Regions from separate parts of the Mus musculus genome. Here regions 2 and 3 are each linked to region 1. A link is a contact called in public Hi-C and HiCAR-type data. All regions are on one chromosome and are shown on one strand. The core of a region is the stretch at or near the end of the contact, and the rest is flanking DNA. Distances in the headings are between cores, read along the strand shown. Region 1 holds the start of Cachd1 (cache domain containing 1). Region 2 overlaps Cachd1 (cache domain containing 1). Region 3 overlaps Cachd1 (cache domain containing 1).

Evidence for each region. A called contact is a pair of places that touch in the nucleus more often than the background predicts. HiCAR-type assays count read pairs that join an accessible place to other places.
Region 2: a HiCAR-type map of fibro-adipogenic progenitors shows a contact between it and region 1, with 4 times the contacts expected there. The contact joins the enhancer-like site here to the promoter of Cachd1 in region 1. A contact is called at or near these places in 2 of 39 promoter capture datasets (the 3T3-L1 cell line and neural stem cells), 16 of 484 Hi-C or Micro-C datasets (beige adipocytes, cerebellum, cochlea and 9 more), 21 of 115 datasets of contacts at active chromatin or transcription factors (the NIH/3T3 cell line, craniofacial prominence, differentiating embryonic stem cells and 14 more) and 2 of 9 other capture datasets (adipose tissue and embryonic stem cells).
Region 3: a contact with region 1 is called in a Hi-C map of uterus, with 2.7 times the contacts expected there. The contact joins the enhancer-like site here to the promoter of Cachd1 in region 1. A contact is called at or near these places in 4 of 39 promoter capture datasets (frontonasal cranial neural crest, hippocampal neurons, maxillary cranial neural crest and 1 more), 5 of 484 Hi-C or Micro-C datasets (nephron progenitors, palatal mesenchyme and uterus), 13 of 115 datasets of contacts at active chromatin or transcription factors (craniofacial prominence, differentiating embryonic stem cells, embryonic forebrain and 9 more) and 1 of 9 other capture datasets (adipose tissue).

The regions. Positions count from the first base shown.
Region 1 is chr4:100,775,333-100,778,070 of GRCm38.p6, reverse strand. Cachd1 (cache domain containing 1) reads right to left here and starts at 1,392. Exons shown (of 27, transcript NM_198037.1): 1 at 703-1,392. The coding sequence starts at 942.
Region 2 is chr4:100,966,917-100,969,654 of GRCm38.p6, reverse strand. It overlaps Cachd1 (cache domain containing 1), which reads right to left. Exons shown (of 27, transcript NM_198037.1): 11 at 2,586-2,709; 12 at 1,481-1,598. Among named protein-coding and RNA genes, the nearest start is that of Raver2, 100 kb to the left of the region's middle. Within about 2 kb of position 1,409, at least 19 of the 459 cell types and tissues checked have an H3K27ac peak or open chromatin away from gene starts, as enhancers often do. A contact at or near this core is called in adipose tissue and fibro-adipogenic progenitors, where this site is marked.
Region 3 is chr4:100,947,666-100,950,403 of GRCm38.p6, reverse strand. It overlaps Cachd1 (cache domain containing 1), which reads right to left. Exons shown (of 27, transcript NM_198037.1): 5 at 1,205-1,331. Among named protein-coding and RNA genes, the nearest start is that of Raver2, 120 kb to the left of the region's middle. Within about 2 kb of position 1,348, at least 26 of the 459 cell types and tissues checked have an H3K27ac peak or open chromatin away from gene starts, as enhancers often do. A contact at or near this core is called in adipose tissue, fibro-adipogenic progenitors, nephron progenitors and 2 more, where this site is marked.

The sequences.
Region 1 (2,738 bases), core at 143-2,642:
ATGGAAACCCTATTCACCTTGCCCTTCCCAGCGAAGGCACACACAAACCAGAAATTACACAGCGGACAAGAGGCGACCAATGGCCGCAAGAGCGGAAAGAAAAAGAGTCCCCAGAAGGACTGGAGCGGGGGATCCGCCAGATCAGCCCCTCCCCTCCCCCAAAGCGGCAGGGCAGGGAGAGCGAGCCCCGGTTGCTGGGCCGCCCGGACCCCAACAGTCCTGCGGCCCAGGCGGACAATCTACCTTCGCTCCCTCGCCCACTCGTGCGCCTGGTCTCCAGGACGCTGGGAGGTTTCAAGAGGGTGGAGTGGGGGAGCCTTGGAGAATGCCCCGAGCCGGGCGGGACCGCTGCCTAGGGATGGGAACACAAAGAGGAAAGGGGAGTTTGCAGGAGTGACGAGTGAAAACAAATCTGCGAAGGAAGAGAGTGCAAACTGGGGAAGGAAGCGCGGATAGAGCAGAGAATCCCCAGCCAACAAGAAAGGAGCCGGGGCCGAGAAGAGGGGGAAAGTGGGTGCGGGGCAGAGGCTCTGCAGAAGAGGGCAGCGGCAAATGAGTACACGGGACAGAGAGCACTGGATGTGGTGAAGTCTGCAGGAACCGAGAGGTCCCACAGCCCGCTTGGGCACTCCGTGCAGCGGCCCAGGGCTCTGCGCAGCGGGAGAGCGCTGCAAGTGAGGCGGCGCGAAGGGGGTCGCTTACCTGCATGGTGACCACCCCCAGCTCCTCGGCAGCCAGCCTCCGCATCTGGCTCGCCAGCACTTGCGCCTCGTCCAGGATGGAGAAGTCGGCGTCGGCCACGGCGCCCAAGATCCAGCATGCCACAAGGCAGAGCAGCCAAAGGGGCGGCCGCGGGGCCCCAGGCCAGCCAGGGCAGCGAGGACAGCGGCGGACCACAGCGGCCGGCCTTACGGTCTCCTCTTCCTCCGGCTCGCGGGCCATGCCGCCTCCGGCCACTCCCGCCGACGGGATTCGGGCGCTGGCCGCGGGAGGCGCAGCCCGCCAAACTTTCCTCGTCTCCTGCGCTCTCGGCTCCACGGCGCGGCGGCTGTAGCTGGAAAACTTAGGGGGCGCCCGGCTGCAGCGCGGGCGCGCGGGCGGCCACCATCGCCCGGCGGCAGCGGCTCGAAGACCGCGGCGCCCGCAGGCCGGGCGGGCGGCTGAGAGCACCGGCGGAGCGGCGCCGCCTTCGCTTTCCCGAGTCCCGGCGCAGCCCGGAGACGGCGGCGGCGCCACCAGTGTAGGCGCGGCGAGGCGACCGGGGCGGTCTCCCGGCGAGGAGGGAGAGGGAGGTTTAAAAGACCGAAGTGAGAGAAGAGAAAGGAAAGAAAGCGGCGGGGAAAAGGGAGGTGTCTGGTGCCACCACGCTGCGCTCCGGCTCCGTACACTTCCCGGCTCCGCCGCTGCCGCTGCAGCGGTGATTTATGGAAAGAGGAGGGAGGCGGGGAAAGTCCCGCGCTCGCCCCTCCTCTCCCTCCTTGCACGGGGCGACGCCCTGGGACGCTGGGGGCCCGGGATACTGGGGGACCTCGCTTGCACAGGACCCTTCTGGCCTGAGAAGGGGATCATTTGAGACCTTCCCATAGCTGGCCACGCGACCGCCCCCACCCCCTGACTCGGCCCGTGCAGGAGATCTCGGGTCCCAAGTGTTACAGGTTCCACCCACCCACCACCCAAAGTCCCTTTTAAGTTCGAGAACTCGGGCTTTCTGCCTGACCCAGACCTAGGAAGGGAGCAACTGTCTTTAGAGCTTTAACTCCCTTTCCTCATTTTTTATTAGTAACAATAGCTCGCCCTCGTGGGCACAGCGGACTTGGTTTGTAACCAGCTATCATGTGGCCAGCACAATACTCTGAGGTCTACATTCAGTGTGTGTGACTCATTATCCTTTAATCCCAGGACGAGGCTAAGAGGTTGTATCTTGATCCTGAATTTTCAGGTAACAAACTCCGAGCCTTAGGGAGTTGCAACAAATAGCTGAAGGTCACCCAGGGATAAGCTACTGACCCAGAGTTTAAGCACAAGTATTACTTTCAGGCCTGTGCTCTGACCTTCCACTGGATGTTTCTCTCTCTCTCTCTCTCTCTCTCTCTCTCTCTCTCTCTCTCTCTCTCTCCTCCCTCCCTCCTTCCCTCCCTCCCTCCCTCCCTCCTGCCCTCTCTCTTTGTGTTTGTGTGTATAAATCCATCTGACTCCATTACAGGCAAAAATAACAAATAAAAAATAAAAACGAAAACAAAGCTGAAGTTGAGCTCATAGCATCCTCCTGCTTTCATAAGCATGGCAGGTATGGCTCCTGAGTACTGGATCAGGCTCTCTGAGAGCCACCATAGAGAAACAAGTGTGTGCTGCAGGGCGAGTGTCCCTGTATAAAGCATTCATTCACTTTCCTATAGACTATGAATGTGCTGCTTCAAGAGTCCTAGAAACTACAGCTATGGGTAGGCAAATGTGAGGGGAGGGGGTAACTGAGAATGCCCCCCACCATACTCTTATGTTTGAGTACTTGGTCCCCAATTTGGGGCTGTTTGGGAACAATTAGAAGGTGTGGTCATTTTGGAGGAGTGTGCCACTAGGGATGGTCTTTGAGGTTTAAAAAAAACATTCTGGAGAGATGGCTTAGCGGTTAAGACCACTGACTGTTCTTCCGAAGGTTCAGAGTTCAAATCCCAGCAACCACATGGTGGCTCACAACCATCCATAATGAGATCTGATGCCCTCTTCTGGGGTGTCTGAAG
Region 2 (2,738 bases), core at 160-2,659, 190 kb before region 1:
TATCAGACAGTCAACTGCAGTATTGCAAGGAAGAGCTCAGCTACAGTTTAGGGATTCACTATACCATAGCTTTCATCATATTTTAACGTAGATGTTTCTACTTATACTAACCGCAGTATGTCGATGTTGGCATCAGCCACACACCTCTGCCTACCCTCCCCTGTGCCTGCATTGAGCAGCCAGGGAAAGTGACTGACGCAGATCATGGAGGTTGGTGAGAATGGCAAGCACCTCTGCATTGTTAAGTTCAGTAATTAAAATTTGGGACTAAACAAGAACATCGTTGCTTCTACTGCTTGTAGAACCTTGGATCACCCAGTAACATTGCTTCGCCATGTTGATAAAAGAGAGTGCTGTCATCTGTTTATGACTCTCAGCCCCAGTGTGACTGGGGCTGGTAGGAGACAGCACCTGATCATACCCTAGCCATGGCTCCACTGTCAATCTGTCTGTGCCAAGGACATACTCCAATCTCTAATCTAAGGCCTCATTTCCTTGAGTCATCACAGAAGGCATTTATGTATTTATATCTTCTTATTTTTCTTTTTAAAAGAATTATCTATTTATTTCATATATGAGTACATTGTCACCGTCTTCAGACACACCAGAAGAGGACATCAGATCCTCATTACAGATGGTTGTGAGCCACCATGTGGTTGCTGGGAATTGAACTCGGGACCTCTGGAAGAACAGTCAGTGCTCTTAACCCCTGAGCCATCTCTCCAGACTTATATCTTCTTTTTAAACCCTGATTTGCTACTAAGTTTAAATTTAAAAATAAAAACAATTAAAAAACAAGACCAAACAAACTATAGAGAATGATCTATATCTGTAATGAGATCTGATGCCCTCTTCTGGTATGTCTATAGACAGCTACAGTGTACTCATATACATAAACAAATAAATCTTAAGAAAAAACAAAACAAAACAAAACAAAAAAGGTCTGCAGGTGGCTCAGTTCTGCCAACTGTGATGCCATAAGTCTGTCCTGGTGGGAAGTAGAGAACCAACTATCACAGGTTGTCCTTTGGCCTCCGTGTGTCCACACACATACAAATAAGTAACTGTAATAAAAAAAAAATCACTTAAAGAGCTTTGTTCTAGCTACATAAATTCATATAGTCAGTAATGAACCTCATGTATGTGTACACACAGACACTTGTTTGTGCAGGAAAGAAATCCTGAAAACCGGACTGAAGTGGTTATGATGGGAAATGGGTCAAGGGTGGGAAGGGGAGAATCTTATTTTTTTCCTTTCATATCCTTTCATATGATTTGATCTCTTTGTCATGAACAATTACCGGTTTTCTAAACAAGAAAGGGAAAAAAAATATAAACCATCTGTGGAATGTCTTCTTTCTCCATCTCTCTAAATCTAGTTAGTCACATTGGCTGGCCCGCATTCTCCACTGTGCCTGTGAGAAGAACACTGAGCTGGACTTCGTCGCCCGTCAGACCCACAGGACTTCTGATCACTCACCATCTTCCAGGCGTAGCTCACGTTGTAGGCCTCCTTCCCAGTCTCCCTCAACTTGTTGATGTGCCAAGACAGGGACGAGTTCACAGGGACAGTGATAATCTGGCTGCCGAGAGGGAGGCTGTGTGGAAAAAGAGAACTCAATGCCTTGGGCAAGAGAGAGAATTAAGCACTCAATTATAGGCGAGGAAGAAGCCGGGAGCCAATGGGTACCGCCTGCTCCTGAACAGCGCTGAAACTCATCACTTTTGAAAGACGCGATGTGAGATTTTTCAATTTTGTAAAAGCATTATGTCAGCCCTGCATTAAAAGCCGTCCTCCGCCTCTACCCTGCCCCCAGTGCTAATTCTTTCCAGAGACTGACTTGTTTCAAATCGCTCACTTATTAATTTCCAACCAATGGGTGCAGAGACTCATTTCTCCATAGGTTACCGTCTGCCAAAATAACATATCACAGTTGGAAAACATCCAATCTGTTTGTATTTTAAGAGAGAGTGCTGCAAAAAGTGCTGTTGGACACTATGCTGATAAGCTCGTCACTGGTCCTCATCTTACCTGTTTATTTTGCTAATACATTTCAGTTTGGGCTAAACATCAGACTTTCTAGAAATAAGCTAGCACATACTTTATTTTACAATTCAACTCAATGTAAGTGTGAAATTTGATTGATGGGACATTGCCTTTAAACAAGTTTGAGAGACTTTCCCTGTTACATCTTAGATTCTGGCTGCTCTTCTTTAAAGTCCTGTTTTCTAATCTAACTTTCTTTATTATTGTTGCATATGTGTTAGCAACATGTGTGTACATACATATGTGTGTGAGGGCTGGGGGTTGCCATGGTGCAAGTGTGTAGTTTAGAGGATTACTGAGGAGTCCATTCTTTTGTTCCACCTTTATGTGGTTTCTGGATTGCCAAACCTGCATGGCAAGCACCTTCACCCACTGAGCCTTCACCTTGGCTCCTACGAGTATAAAAAAACTACTCAGAAAACCATTGGTAACAAGATAATCTCTATACTTGCCTTACACCCTGTGGCAAACACACGTACCCTTCAATGGGTCTCCTTCTTAGAAAACATGAAATACTGCACCCCTCACCAACTCTTACCTTAGGATATTTTGCCGAACCAATTCAAACTTGGGGATGTTTTCATAATGTATGATGTCAGTATGAAGGGGAGGCTCTGACAGTAAGTATGGCCTGGTGAGAGACGGATGCATAAGAGTATACCCTGAAATCACAGAACAAGACACGTTATAA
Region 3 (2,738 bases), core at 99-2,598, 170 kb before region 1:
CTTCTGCTCTCCAACCAAACCAGTGGTCCGCAACCTCTGGGTTGCCACCCCTTTGGGTGTTGGAGGACTCTTTCACAGGGGTCACACCTAAGACCATTGGGAAACACAGATATTTACACTACCATTCATTGCAATAGCAAAATTACAGTTATGGAATAGCAAGGAAAACAATGTTATGGTTGGGGGTCACCTGAACATGAGGGACCTGTATTAAAGGCTCCCTCCCTCTCATCAGTAGGGAGGCTGAGAATGGCTGAACTAGACAGTAAAGGCATGATTTCTGGTCAAGTCTCCATGGCAGGTAACTGTACCAGAATAGCTAGGGTGAGGATGATGAAAACCATACAAATAATAATTTTCTCTCCTTTCTTCCCTCCCTCCCTCCCTTGAAAAGCACACAAAGATTCCCCCACCCTTAGGGAAAGATCCTGGACACAATGTGAAGGAAAGATGAAGGGATACTCCCCGACTCTTTGGGGAGAGCGGGCATCTCCCACAACCTCTAGGCACTGAACACCAAACACTGCCAAAGGGAAACCTGTTGGGGCTCAAAGGAGTACATCTTTGCCTAGGGGCTTCTGTGAATTGATGAGCCTTGCTTTACAAATGATCTCATCACTCCTTTCCCGCTGGCGACACAGTCCAACCAAGTTCTTTCTCTGTGAGGAAGCAGGATGGTAGTGACCTTTAACCCTAAGCTTGTGAACAACCTTAAAGCTTGCAGGCGCTGAAGCGGGTAGTACACTTCAAAAGAGTAAAGCTGAGAAAGGAAGGTTAGCCGCAAACTCTACAACGCAATGTATTACGTTGTTATGCTCGAGGCCCACACTGGAGAAGGTGCTGCCATGTCTATTTCAACAAAGATGTTCAGAGAACAAAACATTAAGCGCACTGAGCAATTCCTGCCCATTGCTTTGCTTGGCATGATAGATATAGCTGTTGGAAAACTCGGGGCTTTAGCATCACCCTGCCTGAGCGCAGGCACAGCTATGTGATCAAATGTAGACATTATTCCCGAGCAAGAAAAAGTTTTAGAATCTAAGCTCTGATTTAGTGCAGAACTGTTGTGTGTGGACCTCACTGCCGAGGTTGGAATCTGGGGGCCTTGCCCAGATTGAGCAAGTCCTCTAATTCAGAGTCACCGCCCACCCCTCCCTGTAGATCACTGTCAGCAACAAACGCCCCATGCAGGAAGTCACCATACCGACTGCGGTGCTCGTAGCTGCCCTTACACCGGAACTTGTGTGCTGGGAAGACGGTGAAAATCCCTTCTTCTGAGCTGAAATATTGCCACTTGATTCCAGGGTTAGATTTCAGGTTGTCTGCGAGAACTGAAAGAGGAAGAAAATGAAATATAACCACAGAGCCCACAGGGGTGTGCGCGCATGGCTCTTCAGGCATCTGTTTTGCATAAACTACTTGTAGGATGAAAAAAAAAATCCCACCAGATAGAAGGTTGTAAATTTCCTACAAAACATTTTCTTTCTTTCTGCCTTTTAAGAAACATCTTGTGAATAGGAAGCATGACGTTTCCTTCAATGGAAGCTGTTACTCTTCACATAGTAGGGTGACATTCTATGTCCTGGACTATTTTTTTCTAGTACAAATGGTTCATTTGCACTAATCTGTCTTCTCATGTGGCTGGTCCCTGTTGGGCAAGCATACACTTGCTGGTGTGAGGTCCATTCTCTAACCATGGAAACTGCTAATAGACCTTGTCTCTAGGGACTAGATCTGTGACTTTGACCTTGCCTTCACTAGTCTCACTCCAGAGCAATGGAAACCGCACAGATGGTATTCGAAGGGCCACCACATCACTTAGGAACGCTGGTACCCAGAGAATGGTAGAAGGATTCCCATGCCCCCAGAGCTGACACAGAGACTCGCTTTTACTTTATGACATCTCATTCATAAACCAGTTCTATCGTGTTGTTACTATTCTTGCCTTGGAGTTAGAAATACTCTTAAGCCATTGGCCAAAGAACCCCAGTTGGGGCCGAGACCTGGGTATCTTGGCTCCTGTATTCACATCACACTGCACTGTCTAACTGCCTGGTAGCTGCTCCCAGCTGTGGATCATACTTGGTGTTTCTTCAACCCCAGTGATATTCACCTGTGTGTGCCCTGTCTTGAAACTTCTTATATTTTTAAACTTTGTTCTATTTTTAAAACTCTCTCTCTCTCTCTCTCTCTCTCTCTCTCTCTCTGTGTGTGTGTGTGTGTGTGTATGTGTGTCTGTGTATGTGTGTCTGTGTGTCTGTGTGTGATGTGCTGGGCACTCATGGCTGGCCTCCTGTGTGGAAGTCAGAACACTCTTGGGTGTTGGTCCTTGCCTTCTACCTTAATTTGAAACAAGGTCATTTGTTGTTGTTTGCCAATGGCTAGCTGGCATGAGAGCTTCCAAGGATTCCCCAATCTTCACCTCTCTTCTCACCAAGTGAGAACTGTGCTACTGTGCCTGGGATTGTGTGAGCCCTGGGGATTCTGAGTTCTGTCCTCATGCTTTTACAGCAAGTTACTGACCTATCTCCCCAGCCCCTGAATGATGATGATGGTGGTGGTGGTGGTGGTGATGGTGGTGATGATGATAATTAGAAATCCAGGCTTTCCTCAAATTCACCATGCAGTTCAGGTTGTCCTTGAACTCACAACTCTCCTGCCTCAGCTCCTGAATACTAGGGTTAATCAAATATTCATCACCAAATAGCTTCCAAAAGTTGTTTTCCTCTCCTCACGAT